Regions from separate parts of the Mus musculus genome. Here region 1 is linked to region 2. A link is a contact called in public Hi-C data. All regions are on one chromosome and are shown on one strand. The core of a region is the stretch at or near the end of the contact, and the rest is flanking DNA. Distances in the headings are between cores, read along the strand shown. Region 1 holds the start of Cdhr1 (cadherin-related family member 1). Region 2 has its middle 16 kb from the start of Rgr.

The links. Hi-C and Micro-C count contacts between places; a contact is called where the count stands out from the background.
Region 1: a contact with region 2 is called in a Hi-C map of rod photoreceptor, with 2.6 times the contacts expected there. The contact joins the promoter of Cdhr1 here to the enhancer-like site in region 2. A contact is called at or near these places in 8 of 39 promoter capture datasets (the 3T3-L1 cell line, cranial neural crest, embryonic stem cells and 3 more), 3 of 484 Hi-C or Micro-C datasets (nephron progenitors, rod photoreceptor and spermatogonial stem cells) and 3 of 9 other capture datasets (adipose tissue, liver and pancreatic islet).

The regions. Positions count from the first base shown.
Region 1 is chr14:37,096,924-37,100,035 of GRCm38.p6, forward strand. Cdhr1 (cadherin-related family member 1) reads right to left here and starts at 1,424. Exons shown (of 17, transcript NM_130878.3): 1 at 1,166-1,424; 2 at 339-434. The coding sequence starts at 1,220.
Region 2 is chr14:37,031,866-37,034,867 of GRCm38.p6, forward strand. No RefSeq gene overlaps it. Among named protein-coding and RNA genes, the nearest start is that of Rgr, 16 kb to the right of the region's middle. Within about 2 kb of position 1,491, at least 25 of the 459 cell types and tissues checked have an H3K27ac peak or open chromatin away from gene starts, as enhancers often do. A contact at or near this core is called in rod photoreceptor, where this site is marked.

The DNA of each region.
Region 1 (3,112 bases), core at 174-2,673, 65 kb after region 2:
GTTTGCTTGGTCAAGGTCACCCTCTGAGGAGCACCAAGTTTCTGAGGAAGCCAGCCAACACCCATCTTTGGAAGACCCCATCCCAGTCTCGACAAGGGGTCCAATTTAGGTCACCATGGCAGCAGTGGCTTCCTGCCTTGCCATTACCCTAGGGCCTCAGAGCACAAACAGGGTACCCACGGGAGCCAACACCATGTGGCATGCGCATGCCATAGGCTCCGGAGGAGGAGTCACGAGTGAGTGGTGTCACTGAGTTCTGGGGAGGTGAGTTTGCCCTCTGGGGGCAACTCCCTCTGGGAGACCTGGAATGGCTGCTATGGCCAAAGCTACTTTCTTACCTACAGGAGTGTCTTCTGGGAGGCTGAACAGGGCCATGTTCCCGTTGGTGCTGCCCACTCCATTGTCAAAGAAGTGAGGGGCAAAGTTGGCCTGGGCTAGGAAAAGAATGAAGACAGAAGGACAGACAGACACCCAGAGGGAGTTTGACACCAGCAAAGTCGCCTATCTGGGCCCAACTAAAAAAGAGGAGCTTGTCTCCCTGCAAGGAGCTCCTCTGTGGGGACCTGGGCAATATACATGGTCTGAGCTCGAGCTTTTCAGGGACACATTTTATGGCAGTCACATAGAAACAAGCTGAAAGACAATCCCACCCCATCAAAGAGCTCAGAGAGAGAGAGAGAGAGAGAGAGAGAGAGAGAGAGAGAGAGAGAGAGGCGGTGTATCAGCTGGCTAAGGTCGTACTCTTTTAAAAATATTTATTTATTTATTTATTAAGATTTATTTGTCTCTGTCTTCAGATATCTGGCAGATGGCATTACAGATGGTTGGGAGTCACCATGTGGTTGCTAGGAATTGAACTCAGGACCTCTGGAAGAGCAGTCAGTGCTCTTAACCTCTGAGCCATCTCTCCAACCCCAATTTCCTTCTTCTTGCCTTGCCTCAGGCATCCAGGAGAGCAGAAGTTTGAAGGAGCCAAAGCTTCTAGTGGCAGAGCCAGGAGACTGCCGGGATGGTGGCTCTAAGTCTCTGGAGAAGTGCCCATCTTCCTGCCTCGCGGCAGGAAGCCTGCCACCTTCCCGAAGTCTGCAACTGGACAGTGCAGCCTCTGTCCCCTCATTCCCCTAGGGAGCACAGACACCCACCCTCCAGGGCCCTTGCTACTCACCTAGGTAAATGCGCAGCAGCCCCAGGACCAGGGCGACCCGTGGGCCACGCCTCATGTCTCCGCGGAAGGGTCGAAAGCCTGGCCACTGCCGAGGCCGGGTGCTGGACCTCGGAGCATGCCCTGGGCGCTGGATGAGAGCAGAGGGAACGTTGTGGGTGACTGCGGCGGCGGCGGTGGCGGAAGGGAGGGAGAGCGGGTGGTGCGAGGGCGTTAAGCGGATGACAGCGCTCACAGATCCTCACAGCTGGATGGCTCCGGTCAGGTTACTAATGAGACCAATTACTGGGACCAGCTTATAGCGGCGGGTGGGAGGGCGTGACAAGACTACCTCTCTCCTACCACGCCCAGTCTGCCCTAGCAACCCAGGAGCACCAGGTGCAGAGGTGGAGCTCTGCACAGAGAAACAAATAGGCATCCCCAGACTACTTTTGAGCAAGCCACCAGAAATTCGGGATTTGCTGTGGTTTGGTGTGGCTCAGGCTGCGCAGGGATTTTCCTGATTTGTTTAACTTGTTTTGTGGCTTTCACGGGTGCCAAGACCTCTCTGATCAAAGTACTCCTGGAAATAAAACAATGAGCAGAAAAACAGCTCTCTCAGGATGGAGGGGAAGACATTGGGAGAAAAGAAAGCGGCATTGCCTTGCCAATTCAAATACGTTCTTTAGTTTTGAGTCAGACCAAAAGAACAAGGGTAGAGAGTGATGTCCGAAATGGTGTAGGAACGCAGGAAAAGTCCAAGGCTCTTCCTGGCTTGAATCCTCCTTCTTCTCTAACACTGGAATGTGGGCGGAGATATCCCTTGTACCCTACTCCTTTTGGGCCATTCATCAATTGGGATGAGGTATTCCCCCCAACTTGAGTAATAACTTGAACCCAGGTTGCTTTCAAAGTTGCCCCTGTGATGCTGTGCCCTTAGACAAAGGAGACCCTCTGTAAGTTCCCTGGAGGTCCCAGAATCCTCTCTTCCTGGGGTACCTCAAGGAAGCAGAGCACCTATACCCCTTGATCCAAGCCTCCCAGATCAACTCTTAGCTTGAATTCAGACAGCAATTGGAGGAGCCGAATTGGTACACCAAGAAAGTGTGTTAAGTTGGGTATTTTGACCAAAAGCCTGTGTAAGGATTCTGCTGGGTCTTTGGCTGAGAATGTGTACAGGAAACCACACAAGCATTTCTGCATCTTTGCTTTTCAAGATGTTAGGACAAAGCCAGGCCCTACACAGAGAGTGGGAGACAGGTTTGCTGGGGATTACTCGGACTTAAGGGTTCCTGAAGCAGGTCTCTTGCTAGCGTGCTGAGAAGACCTGGTTCTCTCTGCATCTTTCCCACCATCGCTTCTCTAAGAGGCTGCTTCAGGCCTTTGACTTCTCTGCTCTCAGTTCATTCTACCAATGCACTTGCACCAGAGAGGGACAGAGATGTGTTGGACACACACTTTGTGAGTGTGTGTGTGTGTGTGAGTGTGTGCGTTTGTGTACTCACTCTCAACCACGTATCTCATTTAGCCTGCACAGTTTTCCTGGAATGATTCCCCACTCTTTACAGGGTAAACCTTCAAAGCCAAGTCACTTTCCTAGGCTCACCCAGCCAATGAGGGGCAGGAGTTGGAGTTTCACTGGATTTTAGCTGGCTTTCGAATTGAAACTCTCTGTGGTTTAGGTCCGTAGTCACATAGCTATGGAAGCTTTAGACTGATCGCTCTTCAGTCTATAGCTGTAATTTCATACTTACACTTTTTTTTTCTTTAAAGAGCCCGGCCTGCCCATAAATGTACAAAAATGTATAATAATGTGCTCTGTCAGAGGGTCTGCCAATCATCTGCATTTGTCTATGACTCAGGGGCTCTCAGGAAAACAAGACTGTCAATACTAACATCAAGCAAGTTTCAGGTAACTGGTATTGGTAGGTGACTGTCCTAACACCAGCTCTTCCTGGTGGTTCTGTTTAT
Region 2 (3,002 bases), core at 241-2,740:
AGATGTTATCTGGGATGGTTGCTTTAGGAATAGGTACCTTTGCAAGGCATGCAGTGCGGAGAGGGATGGGCTCAACATAAAACAGTATGGGTGAGGGGGGAAATTTATATTGAAGGAGGAGGTGGTCAGTGGAAAGAAAATGACCAAGAGATGTGCCAGCGGTAGAAGTGGATGCTGGCTAAGACAATTCTGTTAGCATCTGCCTATTACTGTAACAATACCCGAGGTAATCAACTTAGAAATAGGAAAGGTTCGCCATGGCTCAAAGTTCTGCAGGCTTTAGCCTGTGGGTGCATTGGGGTCCATACCAAAGAGCCATCATGCCAGGGGGACATGTAAAGCTGTTACCTTATGAGTAAACTTTTCTGTTAGGTCCCTGCTCTTAAAATCCCCACCTATCCCCTAATAACAACACAGACTTCTGAGCCACTCGTAAACATGAGTCTTTAGGGGGTATCTAAGACCTAAACTCTATCACCGAGTTTGGCAATAACAGAGGTCAGACATCAGAAATGATGGAGGATAATCCACTCCAGCATCATATATTGCGGATGAGAGAATGTTTGCTAAACCAATTATCTAAAACTGGGTGTCATAAAGGTTTTACAGAGGGGGCTAAAAGAAGCCTGGAGTGCCGGAGTTGCCAGAGACTGTCATATTGACTAAGTGGAAAAACTTGGATTCTTGCCCAGGTCTTCCTGACTGTGAATTCTAAGTGCTTTCCAAGCTGCCACACTGACTCCTACCTAGAGGGGCGAAGCTGTCACCGATGCCCAACAGCTGCAGTGGGGAGAGCAGCTGAGCCAAAGAAACAACGCACAGAGACAACGGAGGCCATTGTTAAGAGAGTTTGATGGGCAGAGAGAAGAACAGGTGTGCAGCATTGGAGCCAAGGAACAGCTTGAGAAAGAAGCAACCAGTGACCATGATTGACAGGAGAGCGGAGGCTCAGGGGCTGTGCTTTTTGGTTTTCATCCAGAAGTTTCCTAGCTCTTGTTCCTCGGAAATATTGTTTACCCTTAAAGGGCACGCAGTGAGAATGTGCACCAGCCGCTTCTCCAGGGGCTGTACCAGAGTGCCCTCAAACCCAGCACTCAGTAGTTCACAGTTTGTGTTTGTTCACATGGAATCTCAGCATCCAGAGCTATGACTGTCACCGATTTGGTTTTTGTTTTGTTTTTACCCGAGACTCCAAAGCCAGAAATGTCCAGGGAGTGTCCTAACATCCAAGTTAGACAAAGACCAGGCCATAAGTGGCCTAGCGGCACCTCTGTCCTATGTGGGAGGGTTCTGAAGTTTCACATCCAACTAAACTTTCCGGTGATGCTTTTGAAGGCAGAGAAAAGGGGACTTTATGGGCGCTGTCTGCAATCACTCCAGACAACGTACATATAATTCTGCTTCTTTCAAGGAGAGAAATGGGGTCTTAAGATTAAGAAACAGGCAAGCTACAGACCTCAGTACTTAGAACAGACTAAAGAAAGCTCAGAGAAGATCCAGCAGCCTGGGCTGGGAATTCATAGGCTTTTCCCAAAAGGCGCCACCAGGCAGGTGGCCCAACATTAAGTCATCATTGAGAGAGCACTGCCACCTTGTGGTAGCAGCTAGGCACTGCACACCTTCACCGACCCATGAAGGATTCCTGCATATTAGAGCTTTGCTTACCTTTTTCTCTTTTATTGCCTAAAAGACAGGACTGATAAGCATCGGCATTTACCGGGATAGAAAACGGGAACCAGGAGTTTGTGCACGAAGAGTGAGCTTATATTTAAACAAACTGACCAAGAGTCTTTCTAACTGGGAAAACAGAAGCTTTCTGTGTCACAACAATGTATCAGAAGGCCGAGAGTGTAGCTCAGTCCATAGAGACTTTACCTACCAAGCCTGCATCCCTGGGATTGATCCCCAGTACAACATAAACTGGGTACAGGAACAAAAGGAACAGAAGTTCTAGGTCTTCCTTAACTGCAATGAAGAGGTCAAGACCTGGGCTACATGAGATTTGTCTCAAAAGGGTGTGTGTGTGTGTGTGTGTGTGTGTGTGTGTGTGTGTGTATGGGGAAAATGTGCGTGATGCCATGCCTGGCTCTCACATTTTAAATTAAAATGATATCATTTGAGCTGGAATTTCGTATTAGTGGCCCTGGGCATCCCAGGGAGCTCATTCTAAGCTCCCATTCTCTTCTGCTATTACTCTGTTTTAAATGAGCTTTGGTCAAAAACTATTTGCTTGCTAGTGCTATTGTAACACAGCCCCATAGGCCTGAGGCTCATCTAACACACATACACCTCTTCCATGGGGTCCTAAGCTCAGAATCTGAGCTCAGGTTCCTGCTAACGTTGGTGTCGAGTGAGGCTTGTGCTCTAGGGGTGCAGCTGGCAGCCTTTCTCTGGGCTCACATGGTCCTGACTTGCTGGATGCATGGGAGGGGACAGGTAGCTAGAGGCCTGGCTCTGTGCTGTCCCTTCGTAGAAAGGAATCATCTTGTGACATTAGGGCAACACCCTCACTTAACCTACTTCTGTGGAGACTTTGCTTCCAGGGTGGGGTTTGGGGTTTTTTTTTTCTTGCTGTTGTTGTTTGGCTTTTGTTTTGTTGGGAGAAGAGAACTGAGCCCATAACATACATTTTGGTCGAGGAAGAGGCTTTTGATGGTCTCAGAACCTTGGGACCACATCAGTATCCATTGAGATCAAGAAGACAGAAAACCTGGGCAAAGAGGGTTCTTCATCCCCAAGGGGGCAGCAGAGACAGAGGCTGCTCATGGCACGGGCGTGCTTATACCGTGACTTTCTCTAACTGAACTAACTCTCAAGGGAAAAATCAGAAATCACAGCAGCATTTAGGTTCTCTGGCTAAACCTCAGAATTTTCTTTTTAATTCAGAATGGGGCTGAAAGTGGAAACCCAGTCTAATTTTGTTGAAACTCAGAATTGAATGGTGTGACTGTGAATCTCGGCCTACATACTTACTTCACATGGTTTGAGAAAAGTGGTTCAGT